Linked DNA regions of Gossypium hirsutum: region 2 is linked to region 1. A link is a contact called in public Hi-C data. All regions are on one chromosome and are shown on one strand. Each heading gives the region's core, a stretch centred on a gene start, on an enhancer-like site or on the middle of the called end of the contact. The rest is flanking DNA. Distances are from core to core; before and after follow the strand shown. Region 1 holds the start of LOC107954683 (E3 ubiquitin-protein ligase RNF4). Region 2 holds the start of LOC107954678.

Region 1 (4,516 bases), core at 489-2,988:
TTCACTAAAAAAAGGAATTGAACAAAAAAGTCAAAACCCGCGTAATGGGCTTTGACTTTGTGACAAAAAAGGAATTGTCGAAAAACAAGTTATGTGAATAATTATTATTGTTTGACATTACTAATGAGTAAACCTCTAGCAACAAGATAAAAAGTAAAATTTTCTTTTGTGAAATGAAATTCGAATTTAGAGAGACAAATAAAACAAATTTTATCTTCCTCCATTGCATATGTATATATAATTTAAATAGAGAAAAAATAGAATAGAAATATAGAGTTTTGCATCTTTCTATATCTCCCGAAAATTCTATTTTTACTAATAATCCTTGTTCTTGGATCGGATTCTAACGAATCGAATCTTTCGACAATTTGTAATAAATTTTTTCTTTAATAAATTCAAAAATTCAAATTAGAAGACAAGAACAATAGAATAATAAGAAAAGTAAGAATAAAGTAAGATAAAAAATACAAATGTGAGTGAAAAAAGAATCTAACTCGAAACTCAAGAACAAAACCACTAACATTTAACCATCTAACTAGAAGCTAATTATATAAAAAAAGTAAAAAAAAATGCAATTTAAAGGGAAAGCGCATCCAGTTGGAGGCACTTTCACACATTCTCTAAAAACGGTCTATTTCCTTAAATTTTCAAAATATCGACCTATTTAGTCAATTAATTTTTTTTGGTATATATAGCCTATTTAGCCTAAATTTTTATTTTTATTTATAAAAACACTGACAAAATCATATATCTTACTTTGCAAATAACATAATCTTTTATAATTCTTTACAAATAATATAGATATAAAAAGGTCTAAATGATCCTCCTTCTATTGACGCATGGCACATCATGGTACTCTCAAACTTTTTTTACATCATAAATTAGTGGTTAAAATTTTAATTCTTTTGTTATGCTTAAATTTGTGATTTAATATTTATATTTTAATTCTAACACAAATTGATCTTTATATTTTTATAATATTATTAATTAATTAAAATAGTTAATATTTTTATTTTTTATTAAAATATTACTTTGTTATATATAATTTAAATGTCTTAAAACTCTTAGAGATTGATAGAGTGGCTTCCCATTTCTTTTGAGTTTGTCTTTGTTTTCTTTTTTACATTATAAGATAATAGTCTCTATATTATACTGAAATGTGAGATTTAATATATACATGCTTTAATTTTTTATATAATTTGCTTCCTTTATTTTATAATATAATTAGTTAGGCTAAACAGTTAATATCGTTAATTATGTCAATCAAATGTTGATGTCAATTTTTCTTATGAACACAACAACAACCAAGAATATTTTATCATGACAAATTCAAATGAATAATTTTAAGGAAAAAAATTTTAGTTACTATTTTCAACATTATGGTTATTATTGCATAATTATCAAGTGAATATATATTTTTAATTTTAAGATTTTACTCTAATAAATTTAATAAAAAATTTAATAATCATAATAACTAAATTAAATTTTTAAATTCAAAAAATATAAAAATTAAATTCCTAAAAATTAAAATAAGAAATAAATTATAAATGTATAAAAAATATAAAATTTTTATATTTTTATTCCATGGTTTCACATAAACATAATTAAGCCACTTGCTAAGAATGAGAATCTAGCATGAATCTAACTTTTAAAAATGAACTAATTTTTAAAATAGCCACGTGGTGCATATGTGAGTCACCACGTGACAGGTATTAGAATTCGAGAGATCAAGCCACGTGGAAACCAAGATTTCCTGGTTTGTGACCAGCAGTTCCTTTCCATTCCCTCGCACTAAATTCTTTTGCCTGTTTAAAAACCCTAAATTCACAAGATTTTCATAAGGTTTTCCACCTTCCCTCATCTCCCTCCCTCCCTTCCAAATCCTAATTTTCTTTTTCCTTCCAATTATTCTTTTTTTTTCTTTTGGGAATTTTTTGAATTCGAAAATTGATTCCATTTTTCCATGATTTCAAGGTATTTTTTTAAATCTCTCATACTTTCTCTTGTTAATTTCTTTTATTCTTTTTTCAATTCGTTTTAATCAATGCGGTGATCTGGTTGATGTTCAATTGCTGAGATTTGAGATATTTTTATTACATTTTTTTTTCTAATCTTGATGTGTTCTTAAATTAAATTTGATTAAATTTCTTAAAGTTCATTTTTTATTTGATTATCAGTTTATTATAATTGATTGGTTGCGGGTTTTTATCTGCCGATCGGTTCTAGTTCGAATGTTGACTAATTAAAAAAAAAATGATTTTATGTCGAGTGGTTGTTCATTATCCCGTACTTCTTTAAATAAATTAATTTAATCAACAATATCAAGCTGGAAATATGGAAATCAGTTGTTCACTCATTTGGTGCTGTTTGGATCATTAAGGAAGCAAGCTTGAGAAAGAAAAAAAACATATCTTTTTTGCTAAAATATTATTCAAATTACTATTTGCATATTACTCTTTCATTTTTTTCAAATTAAGAGTTTAGAAGAATTAAGTGTCTGTCTGCTCATTTTCTGGATCTTTTTGAGTTCTAAATCATGAGTTTTTTTCGTAACTGTCGAGATTGAATCAAGTATTTGTGAGTTTCTTATACTTTTCAAATGTTATTTTTCTCGTGCTTCAATCAGGTGAAAGAATTTATTGGTTTTAGTGAAAACTTGATGTTGAAGTTCAAGGTGATTGTTTTTAGGTATTGTTGAGGCTGCATATTTGAATAGCACTTAGGAAAAATATTAAGCCGAACATGAGCACAATAGAAGTGAGGGGGCCTTCTGTTAGAGGGTATCGACGAAGGAAGGCACTCCTGGATCTCAATGTTCCTCCCACTGAAATCAGGGAACAGGAGGGTACTTCGCAGCAGGCTGGATCTGAGCAACTGACTACTCAACCCGTACAGCCTCCACCATCTGCAACTATTGATGTTGAAGCTATTGATGTTGAAGCTATTGATGATGATGTAATTGAATCTTCCGCTATAGCATTCGCAGCGGTATGCAGTTCTTGTTCAATAGTATTTTGTTTTCACATTAACTGTACATTAAACTTGTCTTTATGGATTCATTTGCATGATGGTGATGTAATTGAATCTTCCGCTATAGCATTCGCAGCGGTATGCAGTTCTTGTTCAATAGTATTTTGTTTTCACATTAACTGTACATTAAACTTGTCTTTATGGATTCATTTGCATTATGTAGACTGTTATTAATTTTCTTGGGGTTTTATGTCAGGCTAAAAACAATTCTAGGAGAAGCCGTGGAAGGACTGTTGTTGACGTAGATTCAGGTAGCTAAATTTATTAGGGAAGGGTGTGGCTAATATTTTCTTTTTCGTCATCTGCTACCTGCATTGCCGTAAGCATGTTGCATAAAAGAACCTTGTTCTATATATCTGCTCGACGTCAAAAGATTCCATTTTAGTTATATTATTGACGCCATAATAATTTGATTTCTGACATGATTTAGGTGATTAATTATTTTTATGAGTTAGAGGGTCCTTAGGGAAACTTAAGACCACCCTTTAACTTGTTGATCATAAGGGATTTTCGTGTGGTTTTTTTGGGTGATAAAATACCAAATAATAATAATAATAATAATAAAATAAAAGATTAATAGGAATACGGAAGGAACCTGGATGAATTCTCTTCAGAAATGACAATTACAAGCAAAGCAATCACAATCTATTTACCAAACATGTCTTTAATCCAAGTGGAAATCTATTTGACATCATGTGCCTCATAACTCATTAGAAGAAACCGATCAATTTTTTCTTTATATACTTCTGAGAATTGTATTAAAACTTTGTTTCGTATGTCCTCGAGTTCTCAGAACATATTTTTGGTGTGATTGCTTTAGATTTAGAACTATATACTACTAATTTTTGATAACTTTATAGTCTATATTAGTTTGTTAAGGGGATTATAGAATATACACATGTCTCTGAGCTGTTTGCCCTTAATCGGGGCCTGTGAAGTGGGTTGTACTGTTTACTGATGGCTCAAGCACTAGAATAAAACAGACCTTTTCCTCAAGTGAGGTAAATGTTATTTCGCAGCGAACTGATCTACTCCAATTTTATGTTTCTTGTGTCACTGGATAGGTCAACCAACTTAGAGACTGGTGGTTCTTTATTTACTTTATTTATTCTTTTGTAGTTGAAGTGTTGGACCCTAGATTACTAGGTATTTGAAGTTGTTGCAGCTCACATCTCTCTCCTTCCAGGGCGGCCTGCTCGGTCAACTAATAATAACCTGAACAGGTGCAGGAGACTTCCTCCGACCCCAGTAGTTATCAATTGTGATCGGTATATCAATTTGGAGAGTTCACCGCAGTCTATGGTAAGAACTTATTTCTTAGTGCTTACAAAAGATGCAAGGCAGATTTTTTCAAGGATAGGGTGTACATATGTTTCTAGTCATCAGATCTAAGACATTTTGACTGGACATCTCCCAACTTTTTGTCCATTCACATGTTCTCATGCAGTGGCACCTCTGGCTTTTTGTTGAAGTTATGAATAAAAGT
Region 2 (4,845 bases), core at 299-2,798, 160 kb after region 1:
AAGGACTATGCATTATGCATATAGCAACTCAAAGAACTAAAACGCAAGGTTGTCACCTTTTTCTTCTTGCTTCTTCTTCTTTCCTCTGGGAAAAAAGCTTCCATCATTTTTGGCGATACAATTTGACTTTGTCTTTGCATATTGTATCTGCTGCACCAAATTAATCATACAGTCAATCAAACCTAAGAATCATTACAACTAAAACTGCATATAAATTAAGCCCGAAAAAGGAAGTTGATTGTAATCAAAAGTGATGCCTAGAATAAAGTAAGTTTGGTTCAAGTAGCCACTCGCAGAATAAAGCAAGTTTGGTTCAAGCTGCAAATGGTGTTATTGATGAGTAGCAAAAGTCTTCCATGGTTGTAGAAGGAACAATAACCCTAATTTATATAGAAAAATAAAACGACTCTTAAAATTTCAACAAAATGGGTTCTTAGTAAATAATAGAATAACTCCAACAACATTAGTACAAAACATATTTCAATCAGTGGGTATACAGTAACATTGAAATCACAAAACAAATGCAACACAAACATCATTAAAAATCGAAATTAAACTTCAAATACTAAATCCATACTATAACTAAAAACTATACCCAATATAGAAAAAATAAGCAAATTAAACTTACAATTCTAACAAGACTGAATGCCGTTTGTCCAGAGCCAGCTGAATCTCTTTTCTTCCACAAGTGATGCTCGTTCTTTCCAGCCTTCTGCAAACAAATTTTTAAAAAAGAACTAGTTGAATAATAACAAAAAAAAAATGAGGGTTTAAAATAATTGGGTAATTTCAGCAAACAAATAATGAGCATGTAGTTTAGGGTAATGTTCAATTACAAAAACGAGAAGATAAACAATACCCAGTGCCATTGTCGATGACGACAGCAAGGCGAGAAATGGAATCCATTGAGAAGAGAAACAGAAGCTAGGAAATCAATTTTGGTTGTGGTGGTGGATCTGCGAGCGAGACCCAAGAGAAAATTGAGAACAAAGGATCATGGTCATGAAGTGCGATTGAAGAAGTGCACATAAGGAGAAGCGAACTCTACTGTTGCCGAGCATGATTGTATTGACTAGATATCAACAACAACAAACTTGGATCCCAACTGAAAGCAGTGACGTTTCAATGGTATCGAATAGCAGTGGTTGGCGATATCGAAAGAAAATCCAATAATACTACCCATTTCAAACCTCCCTTCCCTTCCATAAAAATATTTCTCATCATTTTATCAACAAATTCCCTATTTTTCTTTTTCTCTCTTCATGCATCGAGTGAGTAAAAGAAAAAGAAGAAAGAATGAGGGATTATAGCTGGTGAGAAGGGCTATCGGGTTGAAGGAGAAGGGTAAAGGTGAGGGCAAAAATTAAAAAGGAAAAAAAATCCTATTCAATGCCTATTCAGCGGTGAGGGAAAGGAATGGCTATGCAGCCTCTTCCCAGAATAGGAATGGATTCAATGCAGGCCGCCATAGACATTACAACCAACCAAATTAATGTTTAGTGGTGGAACCATCAAATTGGGTTGTAATATATTCCTCTTCTTCCCAACCAAACATGCCTTGCATTAATATATATATCTCTCATTTTTTATCCTCTCATCATTCTAGCTTAGAATGATTAATTTTTATGTATTAGAATAAAAAATATCATTTATTTTATTTTTTCCTCTCACTTTAATTCTTAATCAAGCACAATAATAGAAAATATAATTTTTCTTTTTATAGGTGTGCTTGGTGGGAGAGATAAAAAAAAGTAAAAAGAAAATGCAATATTCTTTCCATCCATTGCTTGCTAGAGTTGAAAAATGAAAGAAAAGGAAAAAAAAATATGGAAAATGCATAATTTTAAACTAACATACATATTACTCCCTTATTTTCTCTCCTCTCATCATTCTAATTTGGAAGGATTAATTTTTATGGATTAAGATGAAAAATGGTAATTTCTCTTATTTTCTTTCCTCTCATTTTTCTTTCCAACTAAGCACACTGAAAATTGATTTTCTTTCCATTTTTCCACTCTCTCCTCCCATCCCTCCAATTTTCCAACCAACCAAGCATGCTCTTAGTGTTGCATTAATACATGGCTAAAACTTAATGGGGAAACTTTATATAAAATTATAAAGACTTCAAGCTTACCTTAATAAAGTGGAAAGAAAATTGAAATGATGAAAAATTGAATGAGTAGATGTAACGCCCCAAACTCGGCCTAAACGTTATGGTTAGATTGTGGAGGTTACATTGAACGTGAAAACAACGTTACTTCACTTTGGCAAAAACTCTTAACTCCCAAGAAATCAAGTTTGATTAACTCATTGAAGATGTACCATTCTTTGAAAACCCATGAGAACGTTGAAGAAAATCATGTTTGTTAGTTTTACCAAAACGTATTTAATTTACTAACTTTGTTTATAAGATAAAACATCTTAGCGAATTTCAATAAATCTTGCAACATGATGCATTATAGCAAATCGATCATATAATCGTGGTTCATTTTTAGTTATATTGATTTAAGCATAGTTAAAAGTTAAAACTTTTGCAAAAATAAATACCAAAATAGTTTTTAGCGTCCTAAACAATTTAAAATGTCCAAAAGTTTGAAAAGCCCATATAAACAAAAGAGAGTCCAATGTATACTTAAACCAAAAGAGTGAAATCCGAGCTCCAGACTCATCATCAAATCCTATGTCTGAGGATCACTTGAAACAAAACAAACAAATGCGTGAGCTTAACTCCCAGTGTGTGATTTGGCCCGCGTATTATAGTATATATAACAGAATGTATCATAGCATATCAAATTTCATATTGGAGCATATCATATATCATATCATATTTGTTTTCATATCATGTTGTAGCATGTTTCATATCTTGTTATATCGTAACTCATGTCATGTTACATCATATCATATCCTACCCCAACGCTACGCACTATCTCGGTCCCACCAACCACACCAATTAGGACTATAAGAGTCTATCCATCTAATCACACCTAGATGTGGCGGTATGCCACTCATAAATATGCAATTGAGCTGCCAAACAGAAATTTTGTGGTCTAGCCGCCATAGTTGCAGTAAAAACTACCATATAACACTTCCTCCATCATATCATATCCCACCCCAAAACATAGACAGAATCATAGTCATAATATTATACATAAATACATATATCATAAGTCCTACAACATGCATACACATATATTTTCTTTTAGGGAACATAGCATAGCATATAATTTTCAAACATACTTTTTAAGCTTATCCTTGTGTATATATGTACTAAAATTTACGTTTTTCTGAGCCTACATGATGCCAATGGACCCAATTTTTAATTTCTTTTATTCAAGCCTTAAAATTGGCCAAAAAGGCCCACATGGTCTACCAATCCAAGCCGTGTAATCACACACAGCTGTGTGCTCCACACGGCCTACCATATGATCGTGTGACGCTAGATAGTTTCGAAAATAGCTTTTATTTTGCAATTTTCTTGAGTTTGAGCAATATTTCGGGTTAGTTTCACACACCTGATAGTAGATGTTATCAACCCCTAATCGGAACTCACGAATCCTACAATCGTTCATTAAATTACCCTAATTAATCGTGGAAAAACTCATCTAAAATCGCATTTTTTATCAAAATTTTAATTCCTAAAATGAGATTCTAATACTTAATACTTAGAAAACAACGTCCAAAACACGAATTACTCTATTGGAGGAATTTGATTATCACCCCTTCGCCTAAACAAAATCACGAAAACACTTAACATAACATGGAAAAAAAACTAAATACACATAACTCAATCTTGTTGAAGAAAAAATTAAGGTTAAAATAACATAAAAATATCTTGGCAAAACTTACACCCCGCTTTGAACTACGACCAAATTACAAGTAACACACACGAACACCGAAAAAGATAAGATGGCTAGAATCAAAATTTAACAAAAATGGAACGAAAAGTACTCAAAGAAAAGTGAAAGAAAAAGAAAAAGAAAGAACAAAAGGAAGATGAAGTAAGAAAAGAAAAGAAAAAACGTGACAGATGTATGAGAGAAGTTGGGCGGTTGAAAGTGGGAGTAAAACTAGGGGTGATAACTAAAAAAATCAAATTAAAATAATTTAATTTTAATCAAATCCTAACTCACCAGATGTTATGGAATTTATATTAAACTCTAACACTCAACAAAAGCCTGAGCAAAAAAATTATTTCCCACTTCGTACTATAGGATTTGAACACAAGACCCAAAGAGTAACTAACAAGCACCTTACCACCAAACTAGTAAGCTCATTTTGTTTTAACTTGTCAAACAATAAAATTTAAACCAAATAATCAAGGATAGGAATAGAACCAAAAATTAACAAAATTCCAAGAGGTAGGATTTGAACTTAGGACCTCTAACACACATACAAATCACATAACCATTAAACTAAATTAAATCACTTGTCATAATTTAACTTTCCATAATAAAGAAAATTCAGGATGTTACAACTCTCCCTTCCTTTAAAAGATTTCAGCCTCGAAATTTTACTTGACTAAAAAAGATACGGATACTACTGACGAATCAAGTCCTCAGGCTCCCAAGTGGCCTCATTTGAACCATGACTCTACTACAGAACCTTAACTAATGGAAAAGTCTTCCTCCTCAAAACCTCAAGCTCATGATCTAATATTTGTACAGACTCCTTCTCAAAAGACAAGTTCGGCCTTAACTCAATGTCCTCCACTGAAACAACATGTGAAGGATCAAACTTATAACGCCTCAACATAGATACGTAGAAGACGTTATGAATGCGATCCAACTCCAAAGGCAACTCTAGCTAATAGGTGACTGACCTAACATACCTTAAAACTTGATACGG

What was found. A called contact is a pair of places that touch in the nucleus more often than the background predicts.
Region 2: a contact with region 1 is called in a Hi-C map of leaf, with 1.9 times the contacts expected there. The contact joins the promoter of LOC107954678 here to the promoter of LOC107954683 in region 1. A contact is called at or near these places in 4 of 34 Hi-C or Micro-C datasets (hypocotyl and leaf).

The regions. Positions count from the first base shown.
Region 1 is chrD07:31,177,332-31,181,847 of Gossypium_hirsutum_v2.1, forward strand. It overlaps LOC107954683 (E3 ubiquitin-protein ligase RNF4), which reads left to right and starts at 1,739. Exons shown (of 5, transcript XM_016890311.2): 1 at 1,739-1,974; 2 at 2,627-2,988; 3 at 3,227-3,281; 4 at 4,217-4,332. The coding sequence starts at 2,743.
Region 2 is chrD07:31,336,036-31,340,880 of Gossypium_hirsutum_v2.1, forward strand. LOC107954678 reads right to left here and starts at 1,549. Exons shown (of 4, transcript XM_016890303.2): 1 at 860-1,549; 2 at 629-712; 3 at 57-150. The coding sequence starts at 906.